Linked DNA regions of Mus musculus: region 2 is linked to region 1. A link is a contact called in public HiChIP or PLAC-seq data. All regions are on one chromosome and are shown on one strand. Each heading gives the region's core, a stretch centred on a gene start, on an enhancer-like site or on the middle of the called end of the contact. The rest is flanking DNA. Distances are from core to core; before and after follow the strand shown. Region 1 overlaps Rptor (regulatory associated protein of MTOR, complex 1). Region 2 holds the start of Chmp6 (charged multivesicular body protein 6).

Region 1 (6,918 bases), core at 2,643-5,142:
TCCCTTCCCCCAGGCGAGGCAGAAGACACGCACCAAGCTCACCGCCCAAGGGCCCAAGTCCAAAAACCGTCCCAGCAAGTCCAATGCTCTCAGCCGGTGCACCTGGCTTAGCAGCACCTGGAAAACAGAGAAAGACATGGAGCCACCGAAGCAGGACACCTGACTGCTACCACCCCTCCGAGAAAGCTCCAGTGTGAGCTGGTGGCCCTGAGGGTCTGACAACACAACCCCACGGCTTCTGTTCTAGCTGGGCTTCTGCCTGTCAATTCGTGCTTTAGACAGACTGAGAAAATACTTCATTACCCAAGTAAACTATGCCACCCGCACCAAGTACCAGTGTGAGCAGCACACTGTGCTCAGCAGGCCCTCACTGCTGCTCTGCTCTCTGTGCAGCAAGGTCTATCCCACTTCCTTTTTCAGTGAGATTATACATGGTGAGGGCTGTTCCCCTCCCTAGACACTTGGGACAATATTTCTCTCTCCCAGTGGAAGCACAGTGTGTCCTCTGTAGAAATGTGCATGGCTTGTTTAAATGATTTCCCTAATGCTAGACATCACAGACAACTCTGACAAATGTCCTAATCTGCACAGCTTTTCACAATTGTCTTCTCCTGAGGATGAAGTGAAGAAGTGAAATTATAGGTTGTAACATCTATAATTAAGAACTAGCCGTTGGCTAGACCACTCCACCCTTTTAACAAGAAGCATCACCCATAACACTTGCTGGATGTGACCGGGCAAACAAAGTGCCCGGTGTCTCTGGTTTATTAATGCTCAGTACAAGGTCAACACAATCCTCAGGAACAGACACAGAGTCTCCTGGGACAGCACTGTCCACTGTCACCACTCAATACAAACACAAGGATCATTATCGAAGCCTATGGGAGCAATATAAAGTACTGCTTATTTTTCCCCCCAATAGCACATTTTCTGTTTCTTCTATTGATTAAAACCTTTTAAAAAACTGAGGTCCAACATGAATTAAGATTGCTTTAAGAACATAGATTGGATTTTTTTTTGTTTTTTTTTTAAAAAGATTTATTTAGTTATTTATTATATGTAAGTACACTGTAGCTGTCTTCAGACACTCCAGAAGAGGGCGTCAGATCTCGTTACGGATGGTTTTGAGCCATCATGTGGTTGCTGGGATTTGAACTCAGGACCTTTGGAAGAGCAGTCAGTGCTCTTACCCGCTGAGCCATCTCACCAGCCCTAGATTGGATTTTTTAGGTGTGTATTTGTACTTCAAAAAATTAAGAAGTGGGGTCTGAAGATCTGCCTTGATAGTTAAGAAAGAGTACTGGCTGCTCTTACAGAGGACCTGGGTTCATAGACTTGATATCCTCTTCTGGTCTTTGTGGGCAGTGAACATGTTGCACAGACATACATGCAGGCAAAACATCCAGGCGCACATGCATGTGCACGCGCGCGCACACACACACACACACACACACACACACACACAGTTTCTTAAAATTAATAAACAACTGAAAACCAAGCTGTCACAGATGCAGGGACTCACTGCCGACAGGGAGTGAGCAGGTCCTGGGCTCCTCCTCGTCTGTGGAGAGTAGGAATGAAGAGCACACTCCAGGCAGGGCCTGCTAAGGTAACCCATACTCGCGTCATCATATAAACTGTGCTCAGGCTTTTGCCTGAGACATGAAGAGAAACTGAGGCTCTGGTGGGCCAGGACTCCCACCTCCAGCAGGAGACCCAGGAACTTCTGAGGGGCAGCACCATCATGGCATGTAGGGCAGAACTGTGGTGGCATCCGCACTGTCCTGAATCCTGACAGTGGCCTTGTGCTTCAGGCCCAGACTACGTTTGAAATAAGAGGCACCAACAGCAAACACTTGGTGAAAGACAAGTGATACACAACATCCATGTTAAGCGAATAATTCTGCCAGGCGGTGGTGACACACACCTTTAATCCCAGCACGTGGGAGGCAGAGGCTGGCAGATTTCTGAGTTCGAGGCCAGCCTGGTCTACAGAGTGAGTTCCAGGACAGCCAGGGCTACACAGAGAAACCCTGTCTCGAAGAAAAAAAAAAAACGAAAAGAGAGAGAGAGAGAGAGAGAGAGAGAGAGAGAGAGAGAGAGAGAGAGAGAGAAAAAGAAAACTCTGCCCTGTGAATCCATTCTGGTCTTTCTTGTTTGACTTTCTTTCTTCTTCTGTTTGGGTACCTCTGTCCAGCTGCCCTGATGGGGGAAGGCAGTCGTGGCAAGTTCTAGGCAGAACCATACAAAGCCACACTTTGAGATTGCTTCTTGATGCCAGCAGTCACAAAGTGGAGGACATAGCAGTCTGATGTTGTTTTTAAAAGGCAGAAAGGATCCTGAAGCTGGTTGGGAGAGGTCAGGTCCATGTTACTGTTTGATGGGGCTACAACTCAACAGAGCCTGATGGAGCCTCTTACTGCGGCTAACGCCTCTGTTACTGGATGCAAGGAGTTCACTATGGGAATTTCCTGAAAGGAATCACTGCAGTCTGTATTAAGATCTTCTCTCCTTCTCTAACAGAGCTGGCCCAGGCTCTGGAAACAATAAAGGCTTTCAGGTCAAAGCCAGGGAAGTAGCAAATTGAGTGAGGCCAGGTGGGCCTCCCAGAGCCCTGCATTCCCTAGCTCCTATCCCGTTCTTTGTCTACCCCAAGTCTGTTCTTCAGGGCTCGCCCCTTGAGTCATAGGGGACCTGGCCCGGGAGACAGAGCCTTTTGTGTGGTACAGGACCTGCTGCTTACTTCTGTCTGAAAGAGCACATGGAAGATGGTGTGTGTGCTCTCATGGCTACTGCTCCATGTTTGGTATCAGGCTGGCTCTAGAGGTCTTCCCCTACCCTGAGAGTGTGGGTTGTAAATGGAACATGAAAAATAAAGTCGATAAAAGCCATTTACAAAAGGACTATTGCCAGACCCCAAAGAACTGGATGAACATGCCTGGCCCTGGAGCCCTGCTGTGGGGAGGACCAGCGCTACTCTGCTGTGCTGCTTCAATAATAGGCAGGGTGGAGAGAGAGTGGTGTGGTGACCCAGGTGACCCAGGGTTGCTGCCATTTACTGGAATCACGCAGGCATTGCGCCTCCCCAGGCCTTGTCCTGCTGTCATTACTTTTGCTTTGTTGTGGAAACATTTGGTTAGTTTCTAGCTCTTCTTGCAGTTCCAGAACTTTCTTAAAACTATGCTAGACACATGTAAGAGGAGCAGTGATAATTATTTTTATAATTTCAGAAAAGACGTAACAATATAGCATTACCTCTCTTTGACCTAAGGCCATTCTACAAAGTTCCCACTTCAAGAGGAACAGGCTATTGGTAACTCTTTATGTTACATGCATTCTTCTTTCTTGCCTTTTTAAAAAAATATTATTTATTTTTTGCTGGCTGAGATTACCGGGGCTTTAGACAGGGAGAAACCCAAGGTCTGGGATAGGTGAATCACCTCCTGAGATTGGGAGGCTGGCTGTGCTGTGGGAGAGGCTCTGGTGGGGGATGGGGTAGGGTGGGGAGGGCACTGTGCTCTGCGGAGACACTGTTGAGCTACAGTTGCTCTGAGCATTTGGCACAGTGAAGATGGAGGGTTGTCCACACAATGTGGTTAGCAGCCCTAATGAGCAAACACAAGGCCTTCTTTGAAAGAAGCGAGGCAATGTCCTTAGGCAGGTGGAAATCAGACCATGGGTCTGGCTGATTATAACGAGTGCTTTGGAGAGTGATGGCCCCATCCCTGGCCCTTGGCAAGCTCTGCCCCTCCCACTGAGAGGGGAGCCTGCCCTCTGCTCCTCCAGAGATACAGGCTTCCTAACCTTCCAAGTGGTACACCCTCATGATTTCCACAGCTTCTGCCTGAGCTCAACTGCCCTGGAAACTTGATAAATAGTATTTTCTGGCTTTTACAGTAAGTTGCCAATCCTAGGTATCTGATCTAGTCAATGGTTCCCGAGTAAAAGGTCTTTTCTTAGTCACAGCCTAGCTTATCAGTTTCTCCCACAAACACACATTTAATGAGACACAATCTTTGTGACTTATCTACCCAACTGTGATGACAAATCCACTATTCATATCCCTGCCCCATGTCATTTCAGTCAGCAGGCAGTAAATGGGTCCCCCAGAACCAGACCAGTTTGCACATGAATTGCTGACACATAGAGAAGGTCCTGTTTTTCTGAGGACCACAGCAAGGACCTGGTCTGTCTGTGCTGCTCTGGTATTGGTCAGGAAATGATGTCATAGCCCCGTTAGGATCTGCTTGGTGGCCTCACCCTTTCCTCACAGGACAAACTTTTATCTCGTGTCCTTCCAAACAGAAGGAGGTGGTGATGCCAAGATTCTGCACCATAGCAAGGTTCGTTGGCAGTGACACTTCATTAGTTCCTAACATGTAAGCAGGAGGAGGGAGTGGTGATCTATCCCAATCTATATTTAATTGGGAGAGGAAAAAGGGAATTCAGTGGCTTTGCCAAGAGGAGGCCGCTGGGAGTAAGCAAGCATCTGACTTCAGATCAGATGTAACACATCGATGTACCGTTGGCCTGAAGCACAGCCCGGCTCGCCTCCTGAGGAACAGGTGTCTCAGTTAGGTCTGTGGGAAGCGACTGACCTGCAGGACGATGGGCAGCTGCTCTGGGGGGCTCCTGTTTTCCACACCCATTGTGAGCCACACCTGGAATGCTGTCAGCTGCTCGGCAAAGAATGGGCTGTGCTGTGGGAAAAGCCAAAGAGTCGGTTAGGGAGGCAGGTTTCTTTCCACCGCCCTCCCTCACCCCTCAGTCCTGACAAGGCAGTGACCACAATGGACAGAGCTGGAGGGCGCAGGGCTTACGGGCTCTGTCAACAGCCTGACAGGAGACAGAGGAAATCTGAATGTGTGGCCTGTCAACCATCAGGGAGGGTGTGATAAGAGGTAGCTATGAGGGTCACTGCATCCCTGAGCCCCAGTCCTCTGCAGGAGAGCACATACGACTTGTAGGAACACGAGGCCATGTCTCCAGAACCACCATTTCTTCACTATCACTGTGAGTATTATTTTGAGAGAGAGAGAGTTTCCCTGTCTACCCACACCAGTCTGCGGTTCCTCATCTTCCTTCCTCAGCTTCCTGAGAGCTGAGATTGCAGGTGTGCACCATATTTAGCCTGTTTTTTTGTTGTTGTTGTTGGTTTTTTTTTTTGTTTGTTTGTTTGTTTGTGGTTGAGCTCTAGAGAAGGGACCCAGGACTGACTCTAACTATTAGAGGCCAAGGAGACAGGTGGAACCTTCCAAGAAAATGGTGAAGGGAATCGTTGTGAAGATAGAGCAAGATCATATGGATGTGGGGCTTTGGAAGCCAGGTCAGTGATGTACTCAGCAGTACTGGACATGAGATGAATCAAGCAAGATGAAGATTAGGACCCAGCTGTGGGTTACTTCAGAGATGGAGAGGCCATCTTAAATACTGTCTTGGATACAGCAAAGCACAGCAAGCTCGAACACACAACAGAAACCAGGAGACAGGACAGAAGAGAGAAGGTGGAGGATCCAGGCCAGACACCCTATGGAAGGAGGCAGCTCGAAAGAGGGAGACAGGGGTGGGCATGGAGTGAAAGGCTAGCATCATGAAAGACGAGGGAGAGAGCTAGGTGGGGCACTGACCATGGAGTGAGGGCACTGTGGGAAGGCTGGCGCTGCAGCAGAGCAGGGCAAAGCATGCTGCCCGGCTGTGTGAGCTGCCCGGCTGTGTGAGCTGCCCGGCTGTGTGAGCTGCCCGGCTGTGTGAGCTGCCCGGCTGTGTGAGCTGCCCGGCTGTGTGAGCTGCCCGGCTGTGTGAGCTGCCCGGCTGTGTGAGCTGGATGGGAGAATGCTGGACTTTGCCTACTGCCCTGTTTCTGAGGGGAGCGTGACACAGACCTGTGAGGGAAGTGTGGTGGGAACGGGTAGCAAGGAGAGGGAAGAGGAGCTGAGGCCATGTCTGTAGTCACACTGTGCTCTAGTTTCTAAGGACTCATGAAGAATAGCTGCGTAGGTGAGGGCAGAGTAGCCGAGGGGCGGAGGCAGTACACAGTGAGCACCAACACCCTAGCCAATGGCCATGGAGAAGAGCTGGGGCCTTTTGATCATCATGGAGGTTCATCAAGTCAGAGTCCCAGAGGGCACTGGAGAGGCTGGGAGGGAGTCGCCAAGATCCCTCTGTTCCCATGCTAGCATTACACTCACAGGAAAGGGGTGGCTTGGGGACGAAGGGAGACAACAGGATTGGAAGGGACTGAGAAGCAAGAGGTCAGACGCCTGTGCAGTTTCTCATTCTGCACGTCAAACACACTGCCCCACAGAGCTGCCTTCCACGGGCCAAACAGTTCAAAATGCTTCAGTGTCTTGTTCCCATGCACATTTTTTGGGGTAGAGGGCTTTCTCTTTTCCCTAGGGGAGATGGCTGTGTCCATTAGCAGCGCCCCTGTGAGCCTGGTCGTTAGGGGAAAGACCTGCGCCTCCAACCTGCAGCATGCCTTTTCTGAGAACCCATCAGAGCCCAGGGCCTGCAGTAAAGGCCCAGTGACGTGAGGGCCATGAAGTTTACCTGCCACTCAGAAAGTCACAGGGCTCTGTGCCATCAGCTCACACAAAAGAGCTCATACTCAGGGCAGCCATGAAGCTGGAGGGCAGCTCCCTAAGTGGTTTTCTCATTTTCAAGTAGCAATCACTCACCAATTGTTTTAAAATCTCATTAAGTGCCTCCTTCCCTCCAACCCACAGCATCCCGGTGCTTGCCTGGAAATGAGAATCACACACTCTCTCCAGTCAACTTCTGTTCATGGGTTTTCATGGTGCCCACTGTGGAGTGACCATTCTAAGCAAAGAGACGGTGATTCCTGACCCAGCCATATGCGGCAGCATGAACTTGTACTCCCAGCATAGAGGAGACAAGGCAGGAGATGCCGGCCAGGTT
Region 2 (6,918 bases), core at 2,265-4,764, 96 kb before region 1:
TCCACTGAGTCACGGGGGAGGAAAGCGCATGCTGACTGGGCAGGCCAGGCTCAGCATTTCCTCTCAGTCCACACATGGGTCACGAGTGCCGGCCAGCAGCAAACTGCCGGGTCAGACTCCAAACCACTCCTGCACAGATCCCTCAGCGCCGCACGGAGTGTGGAAGCTGCTTGGCTTCCGTACAAAGGAATCACCGTAGGAAGGGAATCGGGAAACCAGGACTCTGGGCTCAGACACAACAGTGGGACACACCACCAAGCAGAGGCCCATAGGGTCCCATCCCCCAGGGGACAAGACAGCCCTGGGGACTGTACCTGAGTGATTGCATTCAGCTCTTCCAGGATGGCGTCCTCATCCTCCTGGGTGAAGTTTCCGGCCAGCAGCTCATCAATTTGCTGTGGAAGGAGAGGTATCGAGGGGCGTGTCTGGGGGGGCTCTGGGTGCCCCCGGGAACATGAATGGACTGTGAAGGGTATTTCCAACTGGGCCTCTGGGTTCCCCCGGGAAGCAGTGGATCGCCACACAAATGCCAACTTGGTGATCACAAATGGGTGAGCCTGTGCCCAGCAACACATACCCGCTGGTACTCCACTGCCTCCTGGGTCTCGTCCAGGATCCTCTCCACCTCCTCTATGGACATCACCTGATGAAGGTTCAGAGCTGCTCAGCAAGGGAGAGGACAGCCCACAGCAAGGCCACACCCTCATCCTGTCTCTCCTTCAGCAAAGCCAGGGAAGTGGGCCTGCCCTTGGCGTTGAGCCAGACCAGTCTTCCACTGCCCAGACCTTCCCAGGCCCTGAACAACCCCGACAATTGAGAGTAAACCAGGTCAAAACTGGAAATCCTTCCTGCGTGGTGTCTAGACTTCCTCTGTCTATAGTCAGTACAATACAGATGCCGGCCTGATACAATGCACCCCAGACCCTACTCAGATACCCAGAAGGCAGCTAAAGGCCGGCCCACTCACCACCCAGTGCTGCTTCCTGAGCTCTGTGGGCAGGCAGGCACTCCCTGGCACTCGGCACCAGTGAACCCTGCTCAAAGGTCACGCTGTGCCACACCTTCCTCCCATCCCACTGGTCACAGCCAGGTACTGGAACATCCCCCGATCCAGATCCAGCTAGACTCGGCCCTGATCTGGCGCAAACTCGCTCCCATTTCCTGGGCCCTGCAGCTGCACCCACCCGCCCACCAGGCCCCACGAAGACCTACCTGGTGCATCTTATTCAGACATTCGTTCCCCACCTGTAGCCCCTCCATCACCTTCATCTCGATCTGCGTGAACTCGATGCTCTGAACCTGAAAGCAGCAGCCAGGGGTCAGAAGCCCTGTTTGGCTCTGGACCAGCCGAGTGACGGGCTTCTGTCATTGGTCCTACCCTTCCTGGTCTCTGCTGTGGCGGCTGAGATCTACTGAGAATGTCCTGGAGGACATTCCAAGGGTGCTGACTGCCTTTCAGTGGCTCCAGCCAGCAGGGACAAACCAGGAAGCTCTTACCCCAGCTCTGGGAGTCACCAGCCTGACCTGTTCCCCACCTCCCACCCTGGGGAGGCCCATCCCCCAAGCACTCGGGTTCCCAGCAAAGGCTCCTGGCCACTGCCTACCATGGCTTCCAGGCTGCTGATCTGGTTTTCTGTCCTATCGAGCAGTTGCTCCCGGTACCTCTTCTTCTTGAGCAGCAGCTTGGCTCGTCTGCAGGGGAAAGCCACGGTGTCAGAGTTGGCCCTGGCTCAGCCCCAGGGAAGCACCCCCCCCACACACACACACACCATGCTAGCCCGGGGAAGGAAGTGCCCCTTACTCTTTCCTGCCATCCCGCAGCAGCTGCCTGGCCAGGGCCCGCTCCCTCTCCAGCTGCTGCGTGACCCTCTTCTGGTACTGCCTCAGTTTGTCCCTCTGCTGCTTCAGTTGCTGGGGAGAGAGCAAGAGTGCAGGCTGGTCAGCGGGTCCTTCTGCCAGGCGCTCACCAGCATGGTCAGGAAGGGCCAGGTAACCCTGCCCAGCAGTGGCCTCTGCCACCCAAAGATATGGAGCAACATCCAGAAACATCCCCAGCCTTACAATGCAGTTGCAACTGGCCTGCCCCAAGCCAAGGCCCACTGTGCCGAGGAGGAGACTTTCATCCTCTTCAGTCACAGGAGGATGAGGCTGTGATCAGCCTGAACTCTGTGGGTCACTGCTGTGGCCACCAGGCCCTGGGAGGCTCAAATGTAACAAAGGGTCTGAAGTTGACATCTTCTGCCTCCCCCTCCCCAGCCACTAGCCAAGTGCGCTCAGTCCTCCTGTTCAGCCCATTTCTGTTCTGTGTCCAAATGCCGACCCTTCAGGCGGAGCCATGATGAACAGGTACAGGCCCTGGGCACATGTCACACACAGAATGAAACCCTGAGGCAGACTATTTCAAGTGAAGGCCATGGGCACCTTTAAGGTTTAGTTAGTGAGAAACCATTCACCATAGACTGTAGGTTACCTAGGAGAACAGGCTAGCTGGGGAGCTCTGCTAGCGTGTTTTGTGTGTGTGTGTGTGTTTGAGCATGGGCCTGGGTGTGGTTCTGGGTCTCCCACCTTCACCCAGTGTCCTCTACAGGGTCTGCCCCACGGTGGGCATCAACTGCATGACAGAGAGTGCTCACTATTTCCACCCTTTAGGTTTGGAGACCTTGAGTTAGGCTACCCATGCTCTTCTCGGGTGGTTATTTCTGCCAGCTGTTTACAAAGCATCAGGCATCTTGCCTGGGGAGACAGGGGCACCAAATGGAGCTGCAGGATGGCCAGACTGTGCCTCTGGAGACCAAGCAATCTGAGCAGGTCAGGCAGTGGCAGCAGCAGCACCTGGAGCTAGGCACTTTCCTTCCTGGTGCCTGGCGCTCTGGGACTGTTCAGATGTGTGCTTGACAGTGGTGTCCTGAGCCTCCGAATTCCACAGAGGAGCAGACAAGGTGTGTCCTGTCCGCAGGACCCACCTCTGTGACAGTTTTACTTAGAGATGGAGGGCGGTGTCCTGAGACACGAGTGTCTCGGGGGCTTCCAGCTCACACAGAGGCTGCAGAGATGGGGGACGAGCACCCTTTCCCAGTAAGAATCACGCTGAGACTTTTAGTGAAAGCCACGCCCACGGGATCTTTATCTGGGGGCTTTTTCTAGGAACTTTCAATAACTTATGGCTTGGGATTCCAAGGCCAAGGCCACAGGCTTCCTTCCTGGCACCTTCTCTCACGGATCGGCGCTCAGCCCCGAGACACAATCCCGGTCTTTCCGGGCCGAGCCGGGGCTGGTCCAGGAGTCTGCAGCTGGGCGCGCCATGGCACCGGAAGCGCGGCCCGCTCCGCTTCCCGCCTCAGTTTCCCCCACGGGGCCCGGCCCCCTGCCCGCCGTAGGCCCCTCACCAGGATGGCCCTGTCCTGTTCGGTGACTCGGCTCTGCTTCTTGCGGCCGAACAGGTTGCCCATGGCGGCCCCGCGCCGGCCGGCCGAACCCGTCGCAGCCGCCGCTCTGCGGCCACCGTACTCCGCCCGACCTACGGCGGCCGCGCGGAGCCACGCGCCTCAGAACGCGAAGCAGCTTCGTCCCTAGCGCAGCGCACCGCTGGACTTACTAGGCGATGCGAACGCCCTCCCTCGGCCTTTCAGCTAATCAGATGGGACTGTGATTAATTCAGAGCACCTCACAGGAGTGAGCCTAAATCAGGCTTCCTGACTTTCAAAACCGCCCAGCCGACGCCCCCCTCCCCGCTGGCGCAGAACATACACACACCCAGTGTTTTGGACCTACAAGTGCTTGCTGAGAAGTGTGCACCAGCGTTCACCTGCCATTCGGCGCTGTCACCTTCGTCCCCTAGTTTCCTCACTGTGGACAGTCCTTAGGCTACCGTTGAGTCAGCCCGGTTGCTGGGACTGACACACTAACCCCAGGGATTCTCTGATCACACCTGCCCTCTGTAGGCCCTTGGTGAGTCAGGGGGCGGGGACAAGACACTCATGAGTGGGGCTCTACACCCTAACAGCCCCAAAAAGGGCGCCACTGTCCTGAATTCAATGCCTTTGCTAGGAGGGGAGTTCTCCTTCCCCACGGCAATCATCCGGGTAATATCCCTTCGGGAGGCAGACAGTACAAGCAGCTGGGCCAATTACTAAGCATTCTTGTTCATTTACACCTTTCTGAACGAAGGGCTCAGTCTTAGCCTCAGGCTCAACACATTATGAATCCAGTAAAGCCAGTGGCTATCCCTCGGCAGGCAGCTTCTTCTGATTCCTGAACTGCCTGCATTTTCCCTTCCCCCACCCCCAACTCCTTCAGTAAACAAGGGCAGAAGGCATGGAGGGGGCTTTCCGGTGTCGCAGCAGTGGCTCTTGTGACTCCTTAGGCATAAGAGGCTCCCAGTCTTGACTTGGTTTTAAGAACAGCACGAGAGGCTGAGAGTAAAGTCCATGGTAAGGACTTGGGGCAGGCTCTGGCTACCAGACCTAGGGTTCTAGCTCCTTCTGTCACTTAGAAGCAGTTTCTAGAGGTTGGTTTTTTTGTTTTGATTTGATTCCAAGGGGCCTTCTAACTAGCCAGGAACCCTTTATCCCAGGGTTCTCTGTACAGTCAGCTGCCCTAATCGGGCTCAGCCACTGACTTTGATGGTTAGCTGTCATATCTTAGTCTCCAATGCTCTGTGGGCCAACTGGCCCCATAAAATCGCAGTAATGGTACCCTGTCCCTGTGGTCAACATGACTATAAAGGGCAGTACTGGGGCAGAACTTACTAGAAGGCTGGAGCTTCCGACCTGTGTGGTTCTCATGCCCTAACCAAGGGCATGTTCAGGGGTGTGGGACAGAGGTCTTGTGCAGGTCCAGGGTATCTCTGGCTGGTTTGGGACTTGCTATGCAGACCAAGATGGCCTTGAAATCACCCACTTTCTCTGTCCACTCTTGTCTACTCCGTGCTAGGATGCCCTGACATCCCAGAGTCACTAACTGAGGCCCAGTCTGTCAAGCAACAGCCCACAGTACCCAGTGCCTTGCTGGCTGCAACCATTTAGCTAGGAGTATTTATTGCCCAGGGAGGGTTCTGTTTCTACCATAACACTCTGGAAGCGCTTCCACACATTCTTCCTAGTTCTCTGCCAATACAGAGCTGGAAATGTCTGAATTCTTTCCGTCTGTAAGCCAGGATTTGGCAACTATGGCCCGTGAGTCAAACCGGTTTGATCTCCCCTCTCCTTTTTATACAGCCTACAAGCTAAGAATAAATATGGTTTTAAAATTTACTTACTTATTTTAAAGATATTTTCCTCTCTCTGTAGCCCTGGCTGTCCTAGAACTCACTCTGTAGACCAAGCTGGCCTTGAACTCCCAGAGATCTGCTTCCCTTTGCCTCCCTTTGCTGGGATTAAAGATGTGAGCCATCATGCCCAGTAAGTTTTCTGTATTTTAAAAGGATTCTCTCTCTTTCTCTCTCTCTCTGTCTGTCTCTGTGTCTCTTTCTCTGTCTCTCTGTCTCTCTCTCTCTGTGTGTGTGTGTGTGTGTGTGTGTGTGTGTGTGTGTGTGTGTGTGTGTGTGTCTGTTATGGCTTATTTATTTATTTATTTATTTTGGTTTTTTGAGGCAGGGTTTCTCTGTATAGCCCTGGCTGTCCTGGAACTCACTTTGTAGACCAGGCTGGCCTCGAACTCAGAAATCTGCCTGCCACCATGCTCGGCTGTTATGGCTAATTTTACGTCAACTTGATATAAGCCAGAGTCACCTGAAAGGAGGGAATCTCAGTTGAGAAAATGCTTCCATAAGATCCAGCTGTAGAGCCGGGCATGGTGGCTCACACCTTTAATCCCAGCACTTGGGAGGCAGAGGCAGGCAGATTTCTGAGTTTGAGGCCAGCCTGGTCTACAAAGTGAGTTCCAGGACAGCCAGGGCTATACAGAGAAACCCTGTCTTGAAAAAAACAAAAACAAACAAACAAAAAAGATCCAGCTGTAAGGTATTTTTCTTATTTAGTGACTGACTTGGGAGGGCCCAGCCCATTGTGGCTGGTGCCATCCCTGGGCTGGTGGTCCTGAGCTTTATAAGAGAGAAGGCTGAGCAAGCCATGAGGAGCAAGCTAGTAAGCAGCACCCCTCCATGGCCTCTGCATCAGCTCCTGCCTCCTGTCTAAGTCCCTGTCCTGATTTCCTTTGATGACAGACCATGTGGAAGTGTAAGCCAAATACAATAAACCCTTTCCTTCCCAGCTTGCTTTTGGTCATGGTGTTTCATCACAGCAATGGTGACCCAGCACACACTGGTAGAGGACTGGGACAGGAAAGGGGGAGAGGACAGAAACCTTGTGTGTTCTTAGAGCATGAAATCTTTTGTGTTTGTTCCTTTTTATTTCAGGCAGGCCTTAAACTCTCGACCCTCTACCTGCAGGCTTCTGATTGCTGAGATTCTGCGTGCCGGTGCCATGACAGCCATCTTGCTTTAGTCCTTTAGAGGAACTGTCCCAATACCCATTCCGAGCCATCTGCCATGTCACATGTGCCTGACCCCTAGGATTTAACTATAGGCCTCATGTCAACAAAAGGTGGCCATGGAGGTCCTCAAGGCGGACTCCTCTGAACCTGCCACATGCAGGGTCATAAAAAGATCCCTAACATGGGTCTCCAGCTCTCTTGGCCAAGCCCCTCTGGTTGGAGAGGGGTCATGTGATTTGGGAGGTCCAATGTCATAAGTCCAGTCCTCTCCAGAGTTCAGGGTTCCTGTCTTTCCATCAACGTCCTCCGGTGCTAGGGACAGGACCCAGGGTCTCTGTGTTAGGCAAGTGCTCTACCACTGTGTTACACCCCAAACCAGGATCCTAACCTATGGGAAGGAATTCTGTGGCCAGGTACAAGTTGAGTCATCAGTCACCTTGTATGCATCAGAGCAAAGGCTCTGACCGCTGTGGTGTTGGTCCTATA

Evidence for each region. HiChIP or PLAC-seq counts read pairs in DNA pulled down with a chosen protein or histone mark.
Region 2: a contact with region 1 is called in an HNF4G HiChIP or PLAC-seq map of pancreatic cancer cells. The contact joins the promoter of Chmp6 here to the enhancer-like site in region 1. A contact is called at or near these places in 4 of 484 Hi-C or Micro-C datasets (CD8 central memory T cells, embryonic stem cells, nephron progenitors and 1 more), 4 of 115 datasets of contacts at active chromatin or transcription factors (bone marrow-derived macrophages, embryonic stem cells and pancreatic cancer cells) and 3 of 9 other capture datasets (adipose tissue, liver and pancreatic islet).

The regions. Positions count from the first base shown.
Region 1 is chr11:119,814,860-119,821,777 of GRCm38.p6, reverse strand. Rptor (regulatory associated protein of MTOR, complex 1) reads right to left here. Exons shown (of 34, transcript NM_028898.3): 11 at 4,599-4,700; 12 at 34-117. It overlaps Rptoros (regulatory associated protein of MTOR, complex 1, opposite strand), which reads left to right. Exons shown (of 3, transcript NR_045313.1): 3 at 14-967. Among named protein-coding and RNA genes, the nearest start is that of Rptoros, 16 kb to the left of the region's middle. Within about 2 kb of position 3,892, at least 44 of the 459 cell types and tissues checked have an H3K27ac peak or open chromatin away from gene starts, as enhancers often do. A contact at or near this core is called in bone marrow-derived macrophages and pancreatic cancer cells, where this site is marked.
Region 2 is chr11:119,910,406-119,917,323 of GRCm38.p6, reverse strand. It overlaps Chmp6 (charged multivesicular body protein 6), which reads right to left and starts at 3,514. Exons shown (of 8, transcript NM_001085498.2): 1 at 3,387-3,514; 2 at 1,802-1,911; 3 at 1,605-1,692; 4 at 1,213-1,299; 5 at 578-643; 6 at 315-395. The coding sequence starts at 3,449. Gm39485 (a long non-coding RNA gene) reads left to right here and starts at 3,512. Exons shown (of 3, transcript XR_003949830.1): 1 at 3,512-3,948; 2 at 6,356-6,918.